2 separate regions of the Salmo salar genome follow, and region 2 is linked to region 1. Evidence: chromatin contacts called from public Hi-C data. All regions are on one chromosome and are shown on one strand. Each heading gives the region's core, a stretch centred on a gene start, on an enhancer-like site or on the middle of the called end of the contact. The rest is flanking DNA. Distances are from core to core; before and after follow the strand shown.

Region 1 (6,416 bases), core at 1,932-4,431:
CCTGCCGAAGGACCCTTATCATGCGGAATAAGTGGTTGGAGTTTGTTGGTCCCCAGTGGTGGTGAGTATACCGGTAGCTAGGTCATAGACTGCTGGTTATGTATACCTTGATAATAGTTATCCCTAACTAGCTAGCTAATGTAAGCCTACCTCAATACAACTCGGATTTGGCTAGGAAACATTTCAAAAGGCAAATAATTAGTTACATTTTTGTCATGATTGTGATGTGGCTAAATTGACTTTAGATGCAGTATAACTTTAGCCAGCTAACAAAGATGGCAGGGACAACTGTATTTAAGATAGCTAATGTTAGCAGTACTAGCATTTTTTTTTATGAACTTTGCTAGTAACAGTAAAGTTAATGGCAACACTGACATCTCACTAAAGTAAATTTGACATCATAATACGGCAAAGTTGTTTCCAAGTAATTATTTGCCTCCTTTATCAATGTCATCATATTTCCATGCCACTAAATTAGTGTAATTTAGACTAAACAATCAGGTTATCCACTGAGGTGCACAAATACATGTTTGATGCAGCTATGGTGGTACTAGTTCATTCATGTGTGACTACAACAGTGTACTAACTAGCAGCAACAAACTCAAACCAACCCAGGGCCATAGCAAAACATGTCACAGTTGGTTGCATAGTGTAACGGCGTCACCGGCCTGAATCTAATCCAATCTGGCGCCAGTCAGTCTAGATCTGTGAAGCATAGAATTATCTTCCAAACGAGATTACATTATTTCTCGAGCTATGTTTTTAATTTAAGGATGATGACAATCGTTGACCCAGTTCTTCCTGTTAGACAAAGTGCACAGTTGGGTGCCGGATTGATCCCCTGGTCATGAATGGATTGCTGGGATCTACCAAAAGGAGCGAAGGTGGGTATCAAAACATGTCCAGCAATGTGATTGCAATAGTTTAGCGACCTCCAAAAATGATTTAATTCACTGTTCACTTGCTATTTTCACAGCTTGTCAGGAAAGACCTCAGAAGTGTCATGCGTGAACAAGTACATGTTGTTGCCAGTCTCTCTCGACTCCTATGAAAAGGACACTCCATCATGAGGCCTCTGGCTTGGGCAACGACAGGTAATGTGTGTTATGTGAAAAGTAGGTCAATTCCCCAGACAAGCAGATTCAACTAGTACAGTCATTTGGGTTGTGAAGGGCATTAGCAAAAAGTACTGTCCTTTCTTTAGAACCAAATTAAATGTACCACTTGGCTGTCTATTATATCAACCTGTCACAGGCCCTCTTAGCCAACACCATTTTAGAAAAACAGCAAGGGAGCCCTCATCAGCATCATGCAGACATGCGCTCACTGTGAGCATTCCTATGACTTGAACAGTCATCCACAAGTTGGCAAGTATCTGGCCAGCAATGTTCACCTGTCAGCGGCAACAGCTTTCACAGGATCATCATTTGTACAAATACAGAAGGTAACCCACTTCATTACTTTGATACTTTTGATAACACAATTGTAAACATAATTGATGTAAACTGACATTATTTGTTGCTTATTTTGTACTTCTTAGACAGATAATGTCCAGGGCATACCTAGCCTGGTGGAACCAGCCAGATCACTGTGCTCACGATTCCATTTCACTTCATGTGCCAACTGAATCTCAGTTTAAGTACGAGCAACACGAGGCACAAATGATTCAATTGGCACATGCACATTCACGCTGAGTTGAGCAACCCAAATGGTGGTTGTATTCGATAAGTTTTTATTAAAATAATGCATTTCAGCACCCCGCGGAAGAACCGCAGTTGTACAAGACAAAGCGTTCTCAGAATTGACCATTTTTACAAGAATGGACTGATGGTGACAATGTTGTTACTAGCAAATCCTGCGACCAGGAGTTGAGTGTTACTCAACTAACCATACATCTAGCTGCCTGTAGTTATTGAACTCAACCTGCAGGAGGTTAGTTTGTTGTGATTGAGTGGCGGAAAGGGCAGGGTTCTGAAAGAACCAACTCACATTTGGATTCTGTCATGGCCGCCAGCATTTGTTGAGGAGCAAGCCCAAAAATGAGGCCAAATCAGCAGGTGCAGTTCCCCTTTAATTTGTTTAGTATAACGCCACTACTACTTGTAGCTATTCAGTCTGTTTGTGTTGTTGGTCGGTATCTACCTAGCACTCACGGGGCTACTAACACTGTCATGAAAAGGGGCACGAGGGAAGCCCTACAATATTACCACAGACAGAACAATGATACTTATTTCACTGGATGTAAATGTGAAACTTCAAATTGGCGTTTCCACTTACTACCAAATATGGGGATTAGAGGAAGCCCAGTGTCCGACAGTGGGAGAAGATCGAGCTAGAGGGATTTGGCAACTTTTGTAATCGGTTAAACATTTGATCTCCATATGGTTTTCTGTTTCCGAAAACTAGAATATGTAACTGACAGAGTTAACTACGTTTTCTAGAATTTACCCTTTATCAAAGTTTTAAAAACTGCATTGTTTAGGAGTTCACGGGCTGCTTATTGAGTTATTACACAAGCGCACTTCAGAGTAGGCGTTCCCTAATGGAAATATGCAAATCAATACTAGAACGCGCCAATAGGATCTCACTAGCTCCTTCAATCTTGGGTTAGTTTTAAAAATCTTTGATATTACGTTTTTTTTTGTAAGAAGTGAGAACTCTCAGGAGCAGGCAATGTTGAAAAGTAATCTTTTAGACATGTACTTTTCTTAAAATGTAGTTATGTAATTGACTAATACAAGCAGACAATTGTATTTGAAAACATGTTTTTTGTTGCTGTGAATGGGGTAAGCATGGGTTGTGCGTATGGAACATAATATATTTTATTTTATCTCAAAATACATGGGACCTACATTGCGTTTATTTTTATTCAGTATAGCTCGAATAACCGTCTGAAAAAGCTGAACAACCCTGTTGTCGAAATCAGCTAGCTAACGTTAGCTAGCTACGTCTAACTAGTCTACCGTGCTAGCCATTGCTATTGAGTTTCAAATGGGTTATTTAAATGGCTCTGATTCATTCAATCGCCCAAATATCTAAACTGTATATTAATTTTAGCCCATCAGAGAAAAACGCTCTTACCCTAAATCAGGATCATATTCGTCTCCTTCGATATCAACGACATCCAGCTCGTCCGCCATGTTGGCTAGCCAAATTTCAAACAAGGGGGCAAGAGCGAACTCATTCACAATACCGACATGATTCCTCGACAGCGACACCAAGTGGTGAGTGTGATGTAGTCACTTTTAAACAATGTTTTGCTTTCGTCATCTCTTCAGTACCACTGATAAATTAAATATTGTATGACAAGTGCTGGATCTGTCTAAAGTTTCTCATCAACCTACCACCCATTTGAAGTCAAAGGAAACAACGTGACATGTTCAGAAAAGCAGGATTGTTTAATTTACACATTTACATCTACAGAACATTATTCTGATAAATATCCCAGAATATTTTCTCCTCTCCTTGTTCCATCAGATGAGTAAAATAAAACACCTTATCCTAAACAACTTATCTCTAGGGTAAGAGTTGAGTCTGTTCTTCAAAAGATAATATTGTCTTGTTTAGAAAGGAACAAAAACATTGGAACAGAAACAGTGAAATTCTGTGGATGAAAAACATTCTTAATTTTACTTTTTAAAATCACCCAATGTGATGCTTGTTTGAGCATCAGCTAAAATACAAATGACACAAAATGGTGGGTAGAGAGAGGCAGTGGCAATACAACCCATTACAATGGGCGAGTTATTTTGGCATGGCCCGGTGTAGGTGGAGATTATACTTAAGGACTAATGAAATGGTCTAAAATACATAAACTCTGTCCATCCAGGGCACCATGCTATTCAAAACTAACTCGCCCAATGGTTTGAGTAGCTGTAACTGAGAGGGGGCTCATAATAGCACAGTGCAAGACCCCTCAAACATCACTTATTTTATGTTGTTATTCTTTCATTGTAAAAGAGAGTGGATACTGCATCACTGTAACATTTCATATTTCAAAGCAGGGATAGGTTGAAAGCCGGGCTCCCGAGTGGCGCAGCGGTCTAAGGCACTGCATCTCAGTGTAAGAGACTTCACTATAGTACCTGGTTTGAATCCAGGCTGTATCACATCCGAACATGATTGGGAGTCCCATAGGGTGGTGCAAAATTGGCCCAGCATCGTCTGGATTTGGCCGAAGTAGGCCATCATGGTAAATAAGAATGTTCTTAACTGACTTGCCTAGATAAATAAAAGGTTAAATAAATTTAAAAAATGGAAAAGCCAGTCCTAAAGGTGAGATAGTCATGTGAGCAGTTCACTGTCCAGCCACTAGATGGGGTGTCACTCAACACAGCAGCACAGTGAGTATTTATAGGAACATTTCTGTAATATAGGGAGCGTTTACAGAGCAATCAGACAACTTGTTTGGCTGCTCCAAAATCTTGGCACATATCAGTGTATCAACCACAAGTGTGTAAGTTTGTAGCTCTGTCATATACACTATTGGACAACCTACAAAATAAAGCCAAATAAGTCAATTAGTAGATCTCCCAACTGCATTCAGTCCCAAGCAACCCTTCTCCTGTAACCTTCTCTGCCCCAATGAGGTGCAGGGTGTGGTTGTTAGAAATAGAATGCGGTCATTCTCATCTCATCAGCCTGTATGACTGAAACCAGACTCGCCTGTTGGCACTAAGTCTGACATTAGACCATCAGGACATGAGTTATAGGAGGATGTCAGGTGGAGGAGGGAGTGGGAGGGTTACGGAAGAAACTATTCCCTTTCCCCTACTCTACTCTCCTCTACTCTCCTCTACTCACCAAGCAGCCGAAAGGCCAGCCAGAGAAAGGAGGGCTGGCACTGGCAGGCAGCAGATGTTTCTATGAAGAAATGTGTGAGTGTGTGGGTAAGAGATTGTGAGTGTATCTGAAAGAGAGTGAAAGGGGTGTGTGTGCGTGCACATGCTGTCCACTTCAGCCACGGTTTGGAAGGCAAAGTTTTGGTAGTATGGCACAGACTGCTAAATCAGAATCTCTAAAGGTATATCAATAACCTACTCCAGTAAAAGGCTTGGCAACATGACTAACAGATCATATACTGGAAGACTGAAAGATGTGACACGGACAGGACAGTCTCACCTCAGTGTCTGGAAGACAAAGTTGAGAGGTGACATTACCATATTAATGGTAAACACTTGTTCGTTATGCTCGCTTTTAAAAGCCAATGACTCTGAAGGTCTGGCTGGTGTCTCACCCTCCACGGAGTTTTAGATAGACAGAGCAGATGAGACTGGACGGGTAGGTATGTGTCTAAGGTTGTGTGATGTATGTGAGTGCATGTTGTACCTATGAGTTACGGTCACATCTTCACCACCAGTCCCCACTCCCCTATTGGCTGGCTGATCCAGACAGAGCTGCCCGTCCCTCCCTGACCCCTCCCAGTGGGCGGGTTGTTACGTGCGCGTGTGTCTCTTGTCGTCGAACAGCGAGCGGATGAGGTAGACCTGCACCCCCGTCACCAGCACCATCACCAGCATGTTGGTCATGGACCACATGTTGACCCGGTTGTAGTTGGACTCTTGTATGTTGCGGTCGCGGGCTTCGAAGGCTCTGAGCAGCGTCTGTATCTGAAGGCTCTTCCCCAGCCGGGCTTTAACACTGTTGATGGTGTCCTGGAGAGCAGAGGGACAAAGAGGTTGGTAGTGGTTTGGGTTATTCTGATTAGTCATAGAAGCATCTTGGAACTAGAATCCAACAATACAGAGTAGACCAGACTTCAGGAGAATAGAGATGATGTATGTTGACTGATGCAGTGATATTCCCTACTGGAGAGGTCCCTGGAGACAAGGTAACAGGATGGGGGAAGGGGTGGGTGCATGTTAACAAAGCCGCCATGTCGGTGAGTCCTCAAAAGGACAAACACGACTTCCTCCATAGTTGTACTTTACACTTCCTGTCCCTGACCAACTGACGCCTGTGTCCTGATACAAGGGGTTGGGGTCTGGTATAAAGATCAAATCATTCTGCTTTCAGGAGCGTGTGTGGTTATTGTTGTGACATTGATGGCTGTGGTGCTCGGCCTCTCTGACCTTGTGCCGTTGTATTGGCAGTGTGCGTGCTGTGTCAAAGTGACACCACCTGTGTGGTTGTGTGCTATGTGAGCTGACGTGTTGTAATGCCAGCAATCTCTACTTCAGAAAGACAGACAAAACACCAATGTCAACAGACAGCAGGCCTCAAGACGAGACAGCTTCTGCCTGCCTTGTCACACAAAATACACTAGGACCGGAACGATACCAGTATCACATTATTACCATGGCAAAAATGAAAACCTGAAGCAGACTAAACTCTTTGGTCCTTTAAAAACCTGCTGTTAGTGTGATATAGCTTGGAAAATAAATACATGTGACTCTGGATGACAACATAATGTTTGT
Region 2 (6,416 bases), core at 994-3,493, 57 kb after region 1:
GTGTTAAACTAGTGGTTTATGGCCAGTGAATAGTTTTAGAGCAGCCCGCGACATGGTTTATCAATGAAAAATGCGACCTTCCCAATCCGCAACATGAAGAAAAACCATTTGGGAGCATATGCGATCAGAATGGATGTGCTTTAGAGCCCTGGACGTCAAGTGCTCTGGAGGCTGAATGGTTCTGCTGCTGTTCTGGTTCTTCTGTTAGCTAAAACCAATTATCCATTTAAAACCCATTTAAAACTCCTATAGCAGCATCATAACCCAACCCATTACAGGCCACAAAGTGTTACCATCCACCCAGCGACCCTCAGTCTCCATGATGTACTTCATCCACAACCTGAAATAACAGCAACACTGTTTTCTGCTAACTGCCTCACTGCCTGCTAATGGATTATCTATTTTCCCTGTTATATTGGCTTCTCTCCACCTTCTCCACCTTCTCCATCTACCTGCTAACTGGTGAGTCCCTGTTCTCTCTCTCTCTCGCTCACTCTCTCTTTCTCTGCTGACCCTATAAGATGAGAATAGGGGTGGTTGAATCAGTAGTAGGTTAGCTGTGAGTAGAAAGGTACAGTCCTGACATGTTTCATGCTATAGTTAGCTGTGGGTCATTTTAACACTGTTAATTAAGAGCTATCAGATGAAGGTGTTTAGTGTGCAGCTAGTTCAGCCCCTCAGGACCTGCAGCGAGCTACAGCAGGCTACTGGGACTGCCTTGCATCAGCGTCAGCAGCACCTGCCGTGATGACAGGGTTAGTTACTGGCTACCAAGGATCTGTCTTTTGGGTTTGGACACCTGTGCTTATGTGAGCGTTGTCATGCAGTGAGATTGTGTGTGTGTAGACAGACCAAAAGAGGGAGGAAAGTCAGTGCAGTGGTCGTATACCTTGATCAGACATGCTGGCAGCTTTATCATTCAAGTCAGAACTGGGAATAAAGGTCTAGTCACTATTCATAAAGGAAACGGTGAGTCCAGACAACCACCGTCCGTGACTGGAACAGAGCTAACTGGACAGGGTCAGAGAAATGTGGTGCTGGTGTTGGGTGGGAAAGTCCGGGTAAGGACAGGTCAAATAAAGCATGGATTGTTATCTTAACGCAGGACGATTTAGCCTCCCTTCAGCCCCTCTCCACATCCTATCTCTATTGTTATGGTGGACACAGGCTTTGGTGTCGCTGTGTTTTCAGCGCAGTCTGTTGGCTAGGTCCTGTAGTACTGTCTCTCCCTTTGGCCCTTTTGTGTGGCTCTAAACCTAACAGGAAATGTCAGGGGATTTGGCTGGCCATAACCATAGCCTTCACTGCTGTTTTTGTGTGTGTATTAGGCAGACGGAAAGAGAGGGAGACTGACAGAGGGAGAGAGAGAACGTGTTAGCCAGACGTGCTCCGTGCATGGAGGCGAGCTGATCAGATTATCTGCAGTGAGTCAGTCTACTCAACCATGATGCCAAACCCTCTGAACGATGTGTCTGTCTTTTGTCCCAATGTGACACTAATCCCAAATAAACTCTTATTGCATCTCAATAGTCTAAAGTAGCTTCCTGTTCCGGCTCCTCTCCTTCCCCTGCCCTGAACTGGAAGAACTGCACCGGTTCCTAGTGGGATCTGGTCATTCACCATATTACCTGTCCTGTAGTCTCAGATCAGTTCTGCAGTCGTTTCAGACCCTGCTGTGTGTGTTCTCTCCACCATCAGCTCTCTGTCTGTATGAGATGTGGTAAGTTTTAGATCTGCCTGTTGTGAAGAGTAGAAAACAGAGGGATGGAGAGGGGGGAAGAAAAGAGATGGCGGAAGTAGGCTAGAAGAAGCGCTGAGTCAGTGTAATGCCTGAGGCTCTTTACCGACATTGACGGACTACAGGAACACAAATCCCTTTTCTCCTCTCGCTCCCCCTCTCTGTCTCTTATCCCCCATTCCTCTCCCATCTCACTTTCCCTGCTCAGGGGTGTAGATTCCACCAGATATAGGATCATGTTTCCCTCCCCAATCCTAAACGTAACCATTAGTGGGGGAAAATGCGAAACTGACCCTAGATCAGCGTCTAAGGGGCAACTTTCCCCTGCAACTCTTTCCCTGCCTGTGCTCCCCCCCCCCCCTCCACTCCTTATATAACTAACAGAACTAGGTCACATACATTCCTCCCCAAAGCTGCTCCTTCAAGCAAAGGTTACTTCCTTTTCTTTCTCTAAGAGTAGGAATGTGTGCCAACACTCGGCTCTTTTTTCATGTGTCAACACTCGGCTCTCTTTACAAGCAGCGTTACAGAAGGGGACAGGGAGGGCAGTTTCTAACTGGGTCATAACTTCCTACTTTGTATTCACAGAAGTGTTTCTCACTACTGTAGCATGCAAAATATAGTAACTTTACTTCTAGTTCTACCATGCGTCTGTGCGATGAGGAGTTTTGATGTAATGGGGGGGTGCAGTGCTGACAGGTAGGCAGGTGTCCCCACAACCAGACTAGAAGCTGGTAATCTCCGTTCTTATGCACACCTGGCCTCCTCAGTGGTCAGTCAGCCTCCCTTTCAAACTGTTTTCAACACTGTATCATTCACACCCCTACACAGAAACCCAGTGGTAAACAGCACTGTCAATCATCTCTGTGGTTCCTGTCCAGGAGCTCCTCAGACATGTTGTGACAAACACTCCTGCCTTCACCTCTATGTTTACCGTGGCAGAAGTCTGTTTAGTCACGAGGCGTCCCCTGAACTATAGGCCTATGTAGCTAGTTGTAGAAGTCTATTCGCTGGCTAAAGGCTACGGCAGGGTATATGGCAGAGCCTGCAGTTCAATGGGTTTGTAAGGTGACCTTCTACCCACTACTAGCCCCCTCATGGTGATGTTACCTCGTGTGGTATTTCACTCTACTTGTCGTTGGCTTTGAATAAAGTGGTAAAAGCCCAATTCCAAATCAACCCCCGATTGGCAAGGTGGGATTTGTGCCATTTATTACTCATACTTCTCAGATCCTCTTGGGCGATTCCACGGCAGCGGCAGCGGAAAATAGTTTTGGTATCTGAATTTTCTAGCAATTCTCACATCGAAACTTAATTGCGAGGAAGAATGTTTTTAAAATTCTTTTTACATTTTGTATCACAAACCATTTTCTCGAAAATCATGATGAAGGTGTCCGTTACAGGCCCTTTCTAGACCTATACATGCCTCCTGTAAGACCCTATGATCTCACACACATGATATAGACATCTTTTGATTTGGTACATTTTGAGAGACGAAAAACGATTTATCGATTGTTCATGATATAACTGAAATCGTGAAAAGACATTTTGTTTTGCCTACTTACAGTATACCCCCACACCCTGGTCGCACATCTACCTTTCTCTCTCGTGTATGTGACATTTGAATGTACACACAGTTCAAAGCCGTGGCTATATCCACCGCGGGGTTCATATTATGGTCTGGATCGGTATAGGCTGCCTCTCACATTACCCACACTGCCACATCGCATCTCTCTACCTATGGATGATAGGTCTGGGGAGGGCTGGGTGTATGCAGGTACACGATGTTGCTGCTATATGAATAGGCCCTCATCGCAATCCCAGCAGGACTGGAGGCTTTGGAGGATGAGATGGCTGCATCGTGTGTTCTGTATCCAAGGAGGATGTAGCATGGATGTGTTCATCAGGCTAGATCAGGATAAATAGAGTGAAGTTACAGACCTATGTTCTACATACTGATATTATATACTGTGTGTGTTCGAGTGATCCCCTATAGACTTGTCAGTTGACAGGGTGTTAACGTGTGTGTGTGTCCAGCTCTGACCTGACATTGATGTTTGAGTGGTCAAGCAGAAGCTCTCAGGTTTCAGAGACAGGGGTTGGAGGTGAAAATTGCAGCGTCCAGTTGTTTAAATGCATACGGGTCTTCAAACAGGCCGGGAGAGAGTGTTCATGTAACAAACATTCAAATGTTAAATGCTGACTTTTTAAAAAGGGAACATATTCAGGCAGCCCCATGTCCATTGGTCCCTACACACACAAACCGCTGGGGACCCTCCCTGCTCTCCCGCCACATCACCTCAGCCTTTACCCCTCAGATAAGATGCCCCGTGACGGTCCAGTCCACTGATGCGTAGTAACAACATGATGAACCTGGCTTATAAACACAGGACACTTGTAAAACGTGAGATCATGTTCATGTGTTGGGCCACTGGTACCGCGGTCCTAATGTGTGTTTCTGACTGCGTCTCTCTCTCTGTGTGTGTTCCAGGTACCCCAGTCGTAATGTGTGTTTCTGACTGCATCTCTCTCTCTCTCTCTGTGTGTGTTCCAGGTACCCCAGTCGTAATGTGTGTTTCTGACTGCATCTCTCTCTCTCTGTGTGTGTTCCAGGTACCCCAATCGTAATGTGTGTTTCTGACTGCATCTCTCTCTTTGTGTGTTAGTACAGTCGTAATGTGTGTTTCTGACTGCGTCTCTCTCTCTCTGTGTGTGTTCCAGGTACCCCAGTCGTAATGTGTGTTGTTCAGAGCACAGTTCGTCAGCTCCAGGTGTGTCTAGTGGCGAAAAGCAGCCTCCCAGAGCATCATCATGAGCAGTACCACAGGACTGACCACAAGGTGAGGAGATGGCTGAAGCACAGACAGACTAGACCGTCAGGCTAATTAACCACTACAGACTTACTGTTTGTCTATGGGCTTTCAGACACAAAGCAAACATATGATCAAATCAAATTTGATTGGTCACAACCAGTGTAGACCTTACCATGAAATGCTTACTTACAAGCCCTTAATAGAGTTAAGAAAATATTTACTAAATAAAATAAAAAGTAACACAATAAAATAACAATAATGAGGCTTCATACAGGGGGCACTGAGTCGGGGGGGGGGTTATTTGTACATGTGGGGGGGTGTCATTCTAATTGTCCGGGTGGCCGTTTGATGAATTGTTCAGCAGTCTTATGGCTTGGTGGTAGAAGCCGTTATGGAGCCTTTTGGACCTAGACTTGACCTATGATGCTGTTAGACCAGAATTGAACAATTGTTTATTTGCACCATGAGCCATCTAAAGCATTTGTTTTCCTACCCTACAAAGCAATGAGTTAAGAGAGAGGGGAGGGTGGTCTTAATGGGCCAAGCATCACCCGCGCTAAAGACTGGTAGGAGTGGGAGTTCGCCCAGGTAGAGAGGGAGGTGGGGGGGTGAGTGTGGGAGTTCGCCCAGGTAGAGAGGGAGGTGGAGGGGGGAGTGTGGGAGTTCGCCCAGGTAGAGAGGGGAGGTGGAGGGGGGAGTGTGGGAGTTCGCCCAGGTAGAGAGGGGAGGTTGAGGGGGGAGTGTGGGAGTTCGCCCAGGTAGAGAGGGAGGTGGAGGGGGGAGTGTGGGAGTTCGCCCAGGTAGAGAGGGAGGTGGGGGGTGAGTGTGGGAGTTCGCCCAGGTAGAGAGGGGAGGTGGAGGGGGGAGTGTGGGAGTTCGCCCAGGTAGAGAGGGGAGGTTGAGGGGGGAGTGTGGGAGTTCGCCCAGGTAGAGAGGGGAGGTGGAGGGGGGAGTGTGGGAGTTCGCCCAGGTAGAGAGGGGAGGTGGAGGGGGGAGTGTGGGAGTTCGCCCAGTTAGAGAGGGAGGGGTGAGTGTGGGAGTTCGCCCAGGTAGAGAGGGGAGGTGGAGGGGGGAGTGTGGGAGTTTGCCCAGGTAGAGAGGGAGGTGGAGGGGTGAGTGTGGGAGTTCGCCTAGGTAGAGAGGAGGTGGAGGGGGGAGTGTGGGAGTTCGCCTAGGTAGAGAGGAGGTGGAGGGGTGAGTGTGGGAGTTCGCCCGGGTAGAGAGGGAGGTGGAGGGGTGAGTGTGGGAGTTTGCCCAGGTAGAGAGGGAGGTGGAGGGGTGAGTGTGGGAGTTCGCCCAGGTAGAGAGGGAGATGGAGGGGTGAGTGTGGGAGTTTGCCCAGGTAGAGAGGGAGGGGTGAGTGTGGGAGGTGAGTGTGGGAGTTCTGTGTTAACCCAAATGTAGTCCACCGTGGCCATGAACTGGTCTGCTGCGAGCTGGTGTGTGTGTGTGTGTGTGTGTGTGTCCATAGCAATCAGACATACTGTCAGTCCATTTACAGAACAGTCTCTTGTTCTGTCCCTCAGTATAACAAGTAACTTACTGTTTCTCAACCTGAGATGCTAATTCCCGTGTTTCTGGTGTTCCTCAGACTCTCTATCACTCTGTCATGTCTTACGGAGTGTTGGGTTGTAGTTGCTACCCCAGACGTTAATAGTAACGTGCATGAGGAATGTACATGGTGGGCTGAATGGAGGTTGGGTAAGAAGTATAGACCTAGAAAGTTACTAAGGAAGGGAGAAGGGAATCACTTGGTTGCGGTCACTGATACGGTTGGTTAGCTGTGCATTAGCGTGAGGCAAGGTCTGGTCAAATGGTGAAGGAACAGTTTATCACTTAACTTCCTGCCTAGCAACAAAGATGTA

Evidence for each region. Hi-C and Micro-C count contacts between places; a contact is called where the count stands out from the background.
Region 2: a Hi-C map of muscle shows a contact between it and region 1, with 2.5 times the contacts expected there. The contact joins the enhancer-like site here to the promoter of LOC106584267 in region 1. A contact is called at or near these places in 2 of 3 Hi-C or Micro-C datasets (gill and muscle).

The regions. Positions count from the first base shown.
Region 1 is chrssa23:22,924,754-22,931,169 of Ssal_v3.1, forward strand. It overlaps LOC106584267 (histone H2A deubiquitinase MYSM1), which reads right to left and starts at 3,182. Exons shown (of 16, transcript XM_014169316.2): 1 at 3,082-3,182. The coding sequence starts at 3,140. tmed5 (transmembrane p24 trafficking protein 5) reads right to left here. Exons shown (of 4, transcript XM_014169324.2): 4 at 3,380-5,654. The coding sequence ends at 5,436.
Region 2 is chrssa23:22,982,743-22,989,158 of Ssal_v3.1, forward strand. LOC106584226 (SUN domain-containing ossification factor) reads left to right here. Exons shown (of 24, transcript XM_014169282.2): 2 at 4,460-4,578. The coding sequence starts at 4,474. Among protein-coding and RNA genes, the nearest start is that of pigc, 40 kb to the right of the region's middle. Within about 2 kb of position 2,244, at least 2 of the 13 cell types and tissues checked have an H3K27ac peak or open chromatin away from gene starts, as enhancers often do. A contact at or near this core is called in gill and muscle, where this site is marked.